Regions from separate parts of the Ovis aries genome. Here region 1 is linked to region 2. Evidence: chromatin contacts called from public Hi-C data. All regions are on one chromosome and are shown on one strand. Each heading gives the region's core, a stretch centred on a gene start, on an enhancer-like site or on the middle of the called end of the contact. The rest is flanking DNA. Distances are from core to core; before and after follow the strand shown. Region 1 overlaps ACO2 (aconitase 2). Region 2 holds the start of RANGAP1 (Ran GTPase activating protein 1).

What was found. Hi-C and Micro-C count contacts between places; a contact is called where the count stands out from the background.
Region 1: a Hi-C map of hypothalamus shows a contact between it and region 2, with 3 times the contacts expected there. The contact joins the enhancer-like site here to the promoter of RANGAP1 in region 2. A contact is called at or near these places in 3 of 16 Hi-C or Micro-C datasets (hypothalamus, mixed tissues and muscle).

The regions. Positions count from the first base shown.
Region 1 is chr3:218,429,690-218,433,903 of ARS-UI_Ramb_v3.0, reverse strand. ACO2 (aconitase 2) reads right to left here. Exons shown (of 18, transcript XM_027968150.2): 5 at 3,597-3,755; 6 at 3,217-3,367; 7 at 2,762-2,866; 8 at 1,792-1,883; 9 at 719-824. Among named protein-coding and RNA genes, the nearest start is that of POLR3H, 21 kb to the left of the region's middle. Within about 2 kb of position 2,518, at least 10 of the 54 cell types and tissues checked have an H3K27ac peak or open chromatin away from gene starts, as enhancers often do. A contact at or near this core is called in hypothalamus, where this site is marked.
Region 2 is chr3:218,250,078-218,254,467 of ARS-UI_Ramb_v3.0, reverse strand. It overlaps RANGAP1 (Ran GTPase activating protein 1), which reads left to right and starts at 2,243. Exons shown (of 15, transcript XM_060413583.1): 1 at 2,243-2,501.

The sequences.
Region 1 (4,214 bases), core at 1,269-3,768, 180 kb before region 2:
AAGACTGGATGACATCACACTGTCTACAGAGAGAGAGAGACTGTCTTACCAGTTCAGTGATTTATTTTCTGATTATTAAGTTACCCAAAGATTTCTTTTTATTTACGTCAGCTAATAAGGCTGCACACACTGTACAGCGCCTCATGCTAGGTGCCGTCAAAAGCTCTCACCAGCCCTCAACACGCCCCTCCTCCCAGCAAGGTCAACGGAATCACCCCCATTTCAGAGCTGGGGAACCGAGGCACAGGGGGTGAAGCAATGAGCTCACGGCCACCCAGCTATGAACTGGCAGAGTCAGATTCTCTCTCAGGCCACCGGGGTTCACATGCTTCACGAAAAGATGACAACAGCGGTACCAACATGCCAGTGTGTGTGTGTAAAGCATGTAAAGTAAAATCAGGCATGGTGATTGGTAAGAGGAAATGTTCGTAAAACAAAACTCACACACATCAGTATGGGCATGTACAAAGAGCTGGTTCTGGCTGAGGGTGGAGATTAGGGGTGTTTTAAAATTCTTGTTTTGTCAACGGTCTCTACACTGATATGTATTTCTTTTACACCAAGAAAAAGTAGTTTCTTTAAGAAGCTGTGGAGGGGAAAAAAATTATTTCACAAAGTGCCTAAACCATTCAGGAAGGGCCCCATGGTAAGCACGGGAGATGGTCCACAGCCCTGGGTGGACCTGCTGGCTCTGGGGTTGGGGGTAGGGGGTACTCACCAACTCGGATGTCCAAGGGCCACCCCTCCTTCTCTGCCACACTGCCCACTTCTGCCACAGGGTGAGCCAGGTCAGGGGTGAAGGGCCCATTGATGTGCGGCTTCAGCTGAAGCAAAAGAGGCGGGGGGTGGCAGTGGGGAGGACCTCAGCTTGGTGTGAGGACACCTCTCCCCTTCAGCGGTGGCCTGGCTCCTGCTCGCCCAGTCACGGTGGGCCTGGGAGGCCAGCTCTCATTCTACAGCTCACAGCTCATCCCAGGAAGCGCCCGAGCAGCGGGCACTGTCCATGCACCCGCTCCTGCAGCCCTCCCACCCCCAAGGTCATTATCTCCCGCCTGCAGATGGCAGAGCTGCCTGCCTCGCCCAAGGTCACGAGCTTGGAGACAGCAGAGGCATGGGATGAATCAAGGCTGCCGGCTCCCTCAGCCCGTTATCTCCCGTGAGGTGGTACTTCTGGAAATCTGGAGGCCAGACATGTTATCCGTGACGCTACTTATCACCAACGTGAAGCACTGAGTGAAGTGCCTGGCACCCAATTAGCCCTCAATAAATATCAGCAACAGTTATTACGTGAATTAGCTCATTCAGTCCCCATGACTGCCTCGGGTTCCACATGTGATGAAGTGAGACCCACAGTGACCTGAAGTAAGGTCACAGGCCAAGTGGCAGAGTCAGGATTTGAACTTGTGCGGGTTGGCTTCAGGGCCTAAACCCTCAGCTGCTCTGTTCCGCTACTTTGGTCCCTCTAGCCCGTCCTTCCTCTGGCCTTCCAAATGCTACCCTGATCTTCAGGTCTCAGGGCACCAGGGTCAGGCTTGGAATCTAGGGCCCTGCCCTCTGAATTCTCACAACAAAGCAAGCTCAAGGGTAAAATCTTGGCTTTTCTGAGAGCTGAGGCAAGGGCAAACTGAACGTTTCTGAATGACCAGCTGGGGAACCAAAAGCCCAAGAGCCTTGCTGGGTGTGCAGCCAGGGACCTGCCCAAGCTCTCCCCAAGGCCCACCAGAAGTCTCCAGATGGCGCCTGAACAACCCCCACCCTCAGAAAGTCCTTGGAACCAATGCCCTGCCTCACCTCACTGAGGTTAATTTCAATCAGTTGGTCATAATGGCAGCCAGAGTCAGGTACCAAGTGATCCTTGAATTCATCAGCAAGGTTGGCAATGTCTGAAATCAACAAGGGAGGGAGACTGAAGCATGTAAGACAGAAACTGGTCACAAGACTCCATCCATCCATAAGGACCAGTTACCCAGCACCCGCCACACACAGCGGGCCCTGGGCACTGACTGGGCAAACAAAGGAACAAAACAGCAGCAGAGGGCACAGTCCCTGACCTCGAGGAATTCAGTCTAGCGAGGGCGCCATCAGTGAGCCAGAAGTTACAACACAATACGGGAGACGCACAGGAACGTGGGGACACTGAGCAGAGGTACTGACTTGGGGTTCAGAGTCAGGGAGAGGAGAAGCACTGGATTTTAGAGGAGGAGAAGTTACTTGATAATTAAAGGAAGAGTCTTCCAGGTAGGATTCTGTGTACAAAGAGCTCGGAAGCAAAGTGACAAGCTCTCCCCAGGTCCCCCAGCCTCTGGCTCCACCAGTCGCCTCCCTTCAGAAGACCCAACAAGCTCTCCCCAGGCCCCATTTCCATCTCTGGGTTTCAAAGAAGCTAAGCTCAGGGAAGTTGTTGGGGGAGGCTGAGAAAGTGGTTCTTGCACCAAATGATTTTCCTCCTTCCCTGCTAGAGTAGGAATTAAATCCACGTCATTTCCAGAGCTTCCCATAGAGGGCGCCAGGGACCAGGCCAAGAAGAACCGAACTCAGATGCCCTTTCAGGGTTACTAAATCCCAAGGATGCCCATCCAGGGGAACTAAATTCCTGAGCCATGATGTTTCACGCTGAGAGGCCAGAGCCTCTGAGACGCTGATGAGAGCTCCAGAAACCCACTTAGGAGCAGTCACACACATAACCTCTCACAGACTTCCAGGGGCTTCTCAGAACCCTGAAGTCAGTTCAGAGACGGGATTAGGACCCCCACCGGCTCACCTGCCCGGCCTGTCTTGCTCAGGTATTTCTTCATCCTGTGGTTATAAGGGAACACCGAAGTGGTGGCCCCAATTTCTGCACCCATGTTGCAGATGGTCGCCATGCCTGTATAGAGACAGAACCCACAGGGCTGGCTGAGCAGCTGGGCGAGGCCCCCACACCCGCTAGAGGCGCATACACATCTTTGCACCAGGGAGCTGGCATCACTTCTTCCCTCGCTCTCATTGCCCTTGTGGTCCAGGGTTAAAAGGAGGGCCAGGGAAAGAGAGACCACGGGGCCAGAGCCCAGTGTCCCGGCTGTCGGGGTGGCTGCTGGATACCGGGAGAAGAACACAAGATTCTAGCCCTACGAACAGAGTTTCAATCCTGGGAAGGCCAGCCGCTGCATCTACAGCTCAACCACAGGCCCATGGGCCCGCAAAGGCTGGGAGCACGCCTGCGGCCGCCGTCCTCACCAGTGCAGGAAATAGAGTCTACTCCAGGCCCATGGTACTCCACGATGGCGCCCGTGCCACCTTTCACTGTGAGGATGCCCGCCACCTTCAGGATCACATCTTTAGGTGAGGTCCAGCCAGAGAGGGAGCCCGTCAGCTTCACACCAATCACCTGAATAGGTGGGGCAAGAAAGCAGGCACAGGCCTGTGTGTCACACCCCACATTCCAACCAGGAACCTATCTGCTGGAATTCTCACTCGGGCTTGTTTATCCCTGCCTCCTTCCCAGAGAGAGCTGAGCCTGACCTATGCGCTCAGCTCTTGTGGGTCCCACATCTCCTACTCGCCCCACCAACCACCCCTCTGCTGCTACCCCAACACAAGCCCTCCCCACTTCTCACCTTGGGGCACTTCAGCTCCCAGGGGATCCCAGCCATGACGTCCACAGCATCAGCACCCCCGACTCCAATGCAGATGCCTCCCAGGCCACCGCCATTGGGGGTGTGGGAATCAGTGCCAATCAGAAGAACCCCAGGGTAGGCATAGTTTTCCAGAATGATCTGAAAAAGAATCCAAGGTCTTCTGTTTAAAAGCCCTGAGCAGAGAAAGGAGCTTAGGGCTCCAGTGGGGTCTGCAAGACTGCCCCCTGCCGACACTGGGCCACTGAGTTAGTCCTAGGCATGCCTCCTGCACGGGGCCTCTCCAGTGTAGCCTGGATGAGCCAGAGACCTGGGAGACTGGTAGCTTGGGCTCAGGAACAGCTCTGAAAGCTCCCGATTGTATGACTTGGACTAGTAACTGCCTCCCTGGACCTCAGTTTCCTCATCTGTTAGTACAGTATTAAGAATGGCTGCACCATCCCAACCCCAGGATGGTGGTGAGAACCAGATGACCTGGGATCCAAGTGTGTCCTGGGACAGGCCCAGGGACAATGCTGACTGCTGAAAGGTGCTTCGATAACACTCTGCCTCACGTGGTGGATGTGTGGAGTGTGCTTATCTGGCTTCTCCAGAGAGCGG
Region 2 (4,390 bases), core at 994-3,493:
GACAGAGAGGCCTGGTAGACTACAGTCCATGGGATCGCAAAGAGTTAGACACGACTGAGCAACTTCACTTCACTTCACTTTGCAGGCAGAAGAGGAAAGGGAGAATATAGGATCCACAACTCAGTAGTAGTGTGGACTAGAGTCTGGAGCTTCTGTTTTCTCATCTCTGCTGGGAAGGGTAGCAATGATGCCCTTTTCCTTTGTTGTGGTAAAGATTAATTTAGTTGTATGAGGAAGAATCTGGCACATACTACATTTAACTCTGCTCTGCTGCCGCTGCTAAGTCGTTTCAGTCGTGTCCCTCGAGGCTCCCCCGTCCCTGGGGTTCTCCAGGCAAGAACACTGGAGTGGGTTGCCATTTCCTTCTCCAATGCATGAAAGTGAAAAATGAAAGTGAAGTCGCTCAGTCGTGTCCAACTCTTAGCGACCCTGTGGACTGCAGCCTACCAGGCTCCTCCGTCCACGGGATTTTCCAGGCAAGAGTCCTGGAGTGGGGTGTCATTGCCTTGTCATTGCAGGTAAAGCAAAAGCATAAGCGGGTGTGTGGGCCAAGTTGTGAGAGGTAACTTTGGAAGAGAAGTCTGCCTGTGTTGACCGTGCTGATCTCTGGGAACTAGAGTTTCTTGGGTAACATTTACTTTTCTGTTACTATCCTGTTCTATGTTGGTTGAAGTGTTTATAATGAACACCTTATTTATATAATGGTTAAAAAGTTCTTTGTGGAAAAAAAGCTACTTGTATTCTGTTACTTAAAAATTCGAACCTAGAGAAAAGTAGCAAAAATGTTCAAAGAACTCCCACAGACCCTTCACCCAGATTCACTTGTTGACATTTTGCTATACTTGCACTCTCTAGCGTTACATATGAATGCATACATTTTTTAAGCCATTCCAAAGTAGGTTCGGTGAAGGCAATGGCAACCCACTCCAGTACTCTTGCCTGGAAAATCCCGTGGATGGAGGAGCCTGGTAAGCTGCAATTCATGGGATCGCTAAGAGTCGGACACAACTGAGCGACTTCATTTTCACTTTTCACTTCCATGCATTGGAGAAGGAAATGGCAACCCACTCTAGTGTTCTTGCCTGGAGAATCCTAGGGACAGGGGTAACCCCAGTGGGCTGCCGTCTATGGGGTCGCACAGAGTCGGACACGACTGAAGCGACTTAGCAGAGTAGGTTGCAAACATCATGCCTGTAATTATTTCAGCATGTATTTCCCAAGAACAAGGGCAGTCTCTTACATAATCAGGTAGAATTTAAAAGGAACAACAGGTTTAACATGGAAACAATGCTATTATCTTTTTTTTACAACGTTATTATCTAACATACAAATTTTTCTGTCTCAATATTGCCCTTTATTGTGATTCTCTGTACCCCGGCCCCAAGCTCCAGTCCAGGACCACGTGTTGCATTTAATTATCGTGTCTTTTTAGTCATGTTTAATCTGCAGCAGCTCCTTAGCTTTTCTGTCTCACGACACAGACATTTTTGGAAGAGTACAGACACATTATTCCGTAACGTGTTCCTCAGTTGGGTAGGTCCGATGGTTCCTCACGATTAGAGTAATTTTATGCGTTGCGGGGACTGGACGGTGACGCTGTGTCCTTCTCAGCACAGCACTGCGGGAGGTGTGCGATGGATGTCAGCGTCAGTGTAGCGTTAACGTGAACGTTAATGTGGTTAAGGGTGGTGTGGCAGTTTCTTTGCTACAGAGTTACTATTTCCCCCCCGTCCTTTTAATTATCAAGGAATTTGTGGCTATTTTTGGGAAAGTCCTCGAATGTCCTTCCAATTTCATGGGACAAAAAAAAAGCGAGGTTTTCCCTTTAGGAAATGGACACCTCTTAGCTTGCGGAACAGATTGAGCTTCGAGTCTCCGTCAGCACCAGCCTTTGTCAATAAAGTTACGTGAACGTGAACATTTCCGGAAGGGCGGAGCCGGCCCGGCCTCAAGGCATTTAGGGAATTGTAGTCTTCCTGGGAGTTCGCGGTTCAACGCCTCCCAGCGGCCTCCGGGAGAAAGAGCCAGAAGCCGCAAAAGGGAGGGCACAGAGGGACCTAGCGGAGGCGCCGGGACGCCGCGCGGGTATTATGGAAATGGTAGTTCGCGGGCGCGACTCTGCGGCGTCTAGCCGCTCCCCGCGCAGGAGAAGCGGACTACCATACCCGACAGGCCGCGCGCGCGGGGGTAGGGGAAGCCGGGCCGGGCCTCCGACAAATCAAATCGAAGGAAAGAAACTGCCGGCTTTCAAAATCCACCTCCCTCCGCCATCATCCGCCGCCGTGCGGGGAGCAGGTGGTGTCGGAGGTGCGAGCGGAGAGAAGCGGTTGGACAAAGCTGACGGACGTCTACCGGTGGGGCTGAGCATCGGGAGCGCCGGACCGGAGGCGGCGACCCCGATCTGACCTGACCTGACCTGACCCGGACCCTAAATCCGTCCGCGCCCGCCGGACGCACGCGCGCACTCCGGTCGCCCCACGCGGCGGCGCAGCCTGTGTACGGTAGGGTCGGGGATCCCTTTCCTTTCCTTGTCACCTGCCCGGGGATGCAGGCGGGGGTGGCGCGGCGCTGGAACCGGGCGAGGAAGGTGTGGCGCTTTCTGCGTGCCCCCCTCCGTTTTCATCCCCTGTGCCCTCGACCGCCGAGCGCCGAGCCGGGTGGGAGTTGGGGCGCTGTCCCTTTTCCCAAGCGGCGAGGCTGAAGCTTAAGAGAGGGCGTCAGGCCCACCCGGCTCGCCCAGCCGGCAGCGGCGTCCCCTTTTCGCGTCGGTGTCAATCCGAGGGCGGTGAACGTCCGCCTGGGATCCCGGATGGGGCTCTGGTGCGGCCCCGCCTGTCATTGGCGTCCCGAACTCGCGCATCGCTCTCCCGCCGCCGCCTCGCAAGAGGCCCACACCCGCCGAGGACCTGGGCTGGTGCCGCCGCAGCCCCGGGGACCCGCGTGAGTCACTGCCGACGCTGGGCAGGAGTGGTGGATGTGCACGGAGGCAAATGTGCCAGGCTCCTGCTCGGGAGGGAGAGGAGATTTTTGCGTTTACTTCGCCGCTGGCCCTTTGCAGACCTTGGACCAGTCAGTTCATCTCTCTGTGGTCCAGTTGCCTAGACTTTATAGTGGATAGGATGGGTGTGTGTGTGTGTGTGTGTGTGTGTACACGTAGGTACTGGACTTCTCTATGGGGGTGTGTGTGTGTACACGTAGGTACTGGACTTCTCTATGGGTGTGTGTGTGTGTGTGTGTGTGTACACGTAGGTACTGGACTTCTCTATGGGGGTGTGTGTGTGTGTGTTTACGTCTGTACGTTCGTACTGGACTTCTCTTCCAGCTGAGAAGTTCTGTGTTCCTGTTTCATCTGGACGCCTCACCACCGTTTTTCTAGCCTTAAATTGTCCCAAACCAGAATTACAAGGAGTGGGGGGGTGGTGTTGTCAGGCTATTTTATGTTCAGTTTCATCCCCTCGTTCATTCTTGAAGCAGCTTTGAGATTCCCAGCCTCACGCAGCAGATAGAGTGATCCTGTCAGAACATAACTCACATCACAGTCCCTCTTCTGCTAGAAACCCTCCAGTGGCTCCCTTTGTCATTCAGAGTAAAAGCTTTAGTTCTTAAACTGGCCTTTGTGACTGGGGCCTCTTGTTAATTCTCTTTATCTCTTACCTCTTTTCTCCTTCCCTCTCTGTGTTCCAGCCCCACTGGCCTCCTTGCACTTCCTCTGACCCCCACTTCACCCACAAGAGCCTTTGCAAGAATGTTCTTCCCCCAGATATCTGCATGGGTCAGTCCCCAATATCCTTCAAGTCTTTGTTTCTTTCTTGATAATACCTTCTTTAAGACTCTTGAGAGTCCTCTTGGATTGCAAGGAGATCAAACTAGTCAATCCTAAAGGAAATCAGTCCTGAATATTCATTGGAAGGGCTGAAGCTGAAGCCCCAGTACTTTGGCCACCTGATGTGAAGAACTGACTCCTTGGAAAAGACCCCGATGCTGGGAAATATTGAAGGCAGGAGAAGGGAACGACAGAGGACAAGATGGTTGGATGGCGTCACCGACTCAATGGACATGAGTTTGAGCAAGCTGCAGGAGACGGTGAAGGACAGGGAACCCTGGTGTGCTCCAGTCCATGGGGTTGCAAACAGTTGGACACGACTAAACGACTGAACAACCACCACCACTCTTATTTTAGATTAAATCCATTCCCCCCTCCCAAGAGAAAAAGGAAAACAGCAAAGTTTCTTACCCCTTTTCCTGTTTTTTTTTTTTTTTTTCTTATCACTGCCTGAGACACTAAATAACCTTGTTCTTCCTGATCACCCATTCCTCTTTGGGGAAATGTAGTGATCCTTTCTGCCAGTCTGCTGAACTGCAGGCTGGAAGCTCCTTTTTCTCAACAACT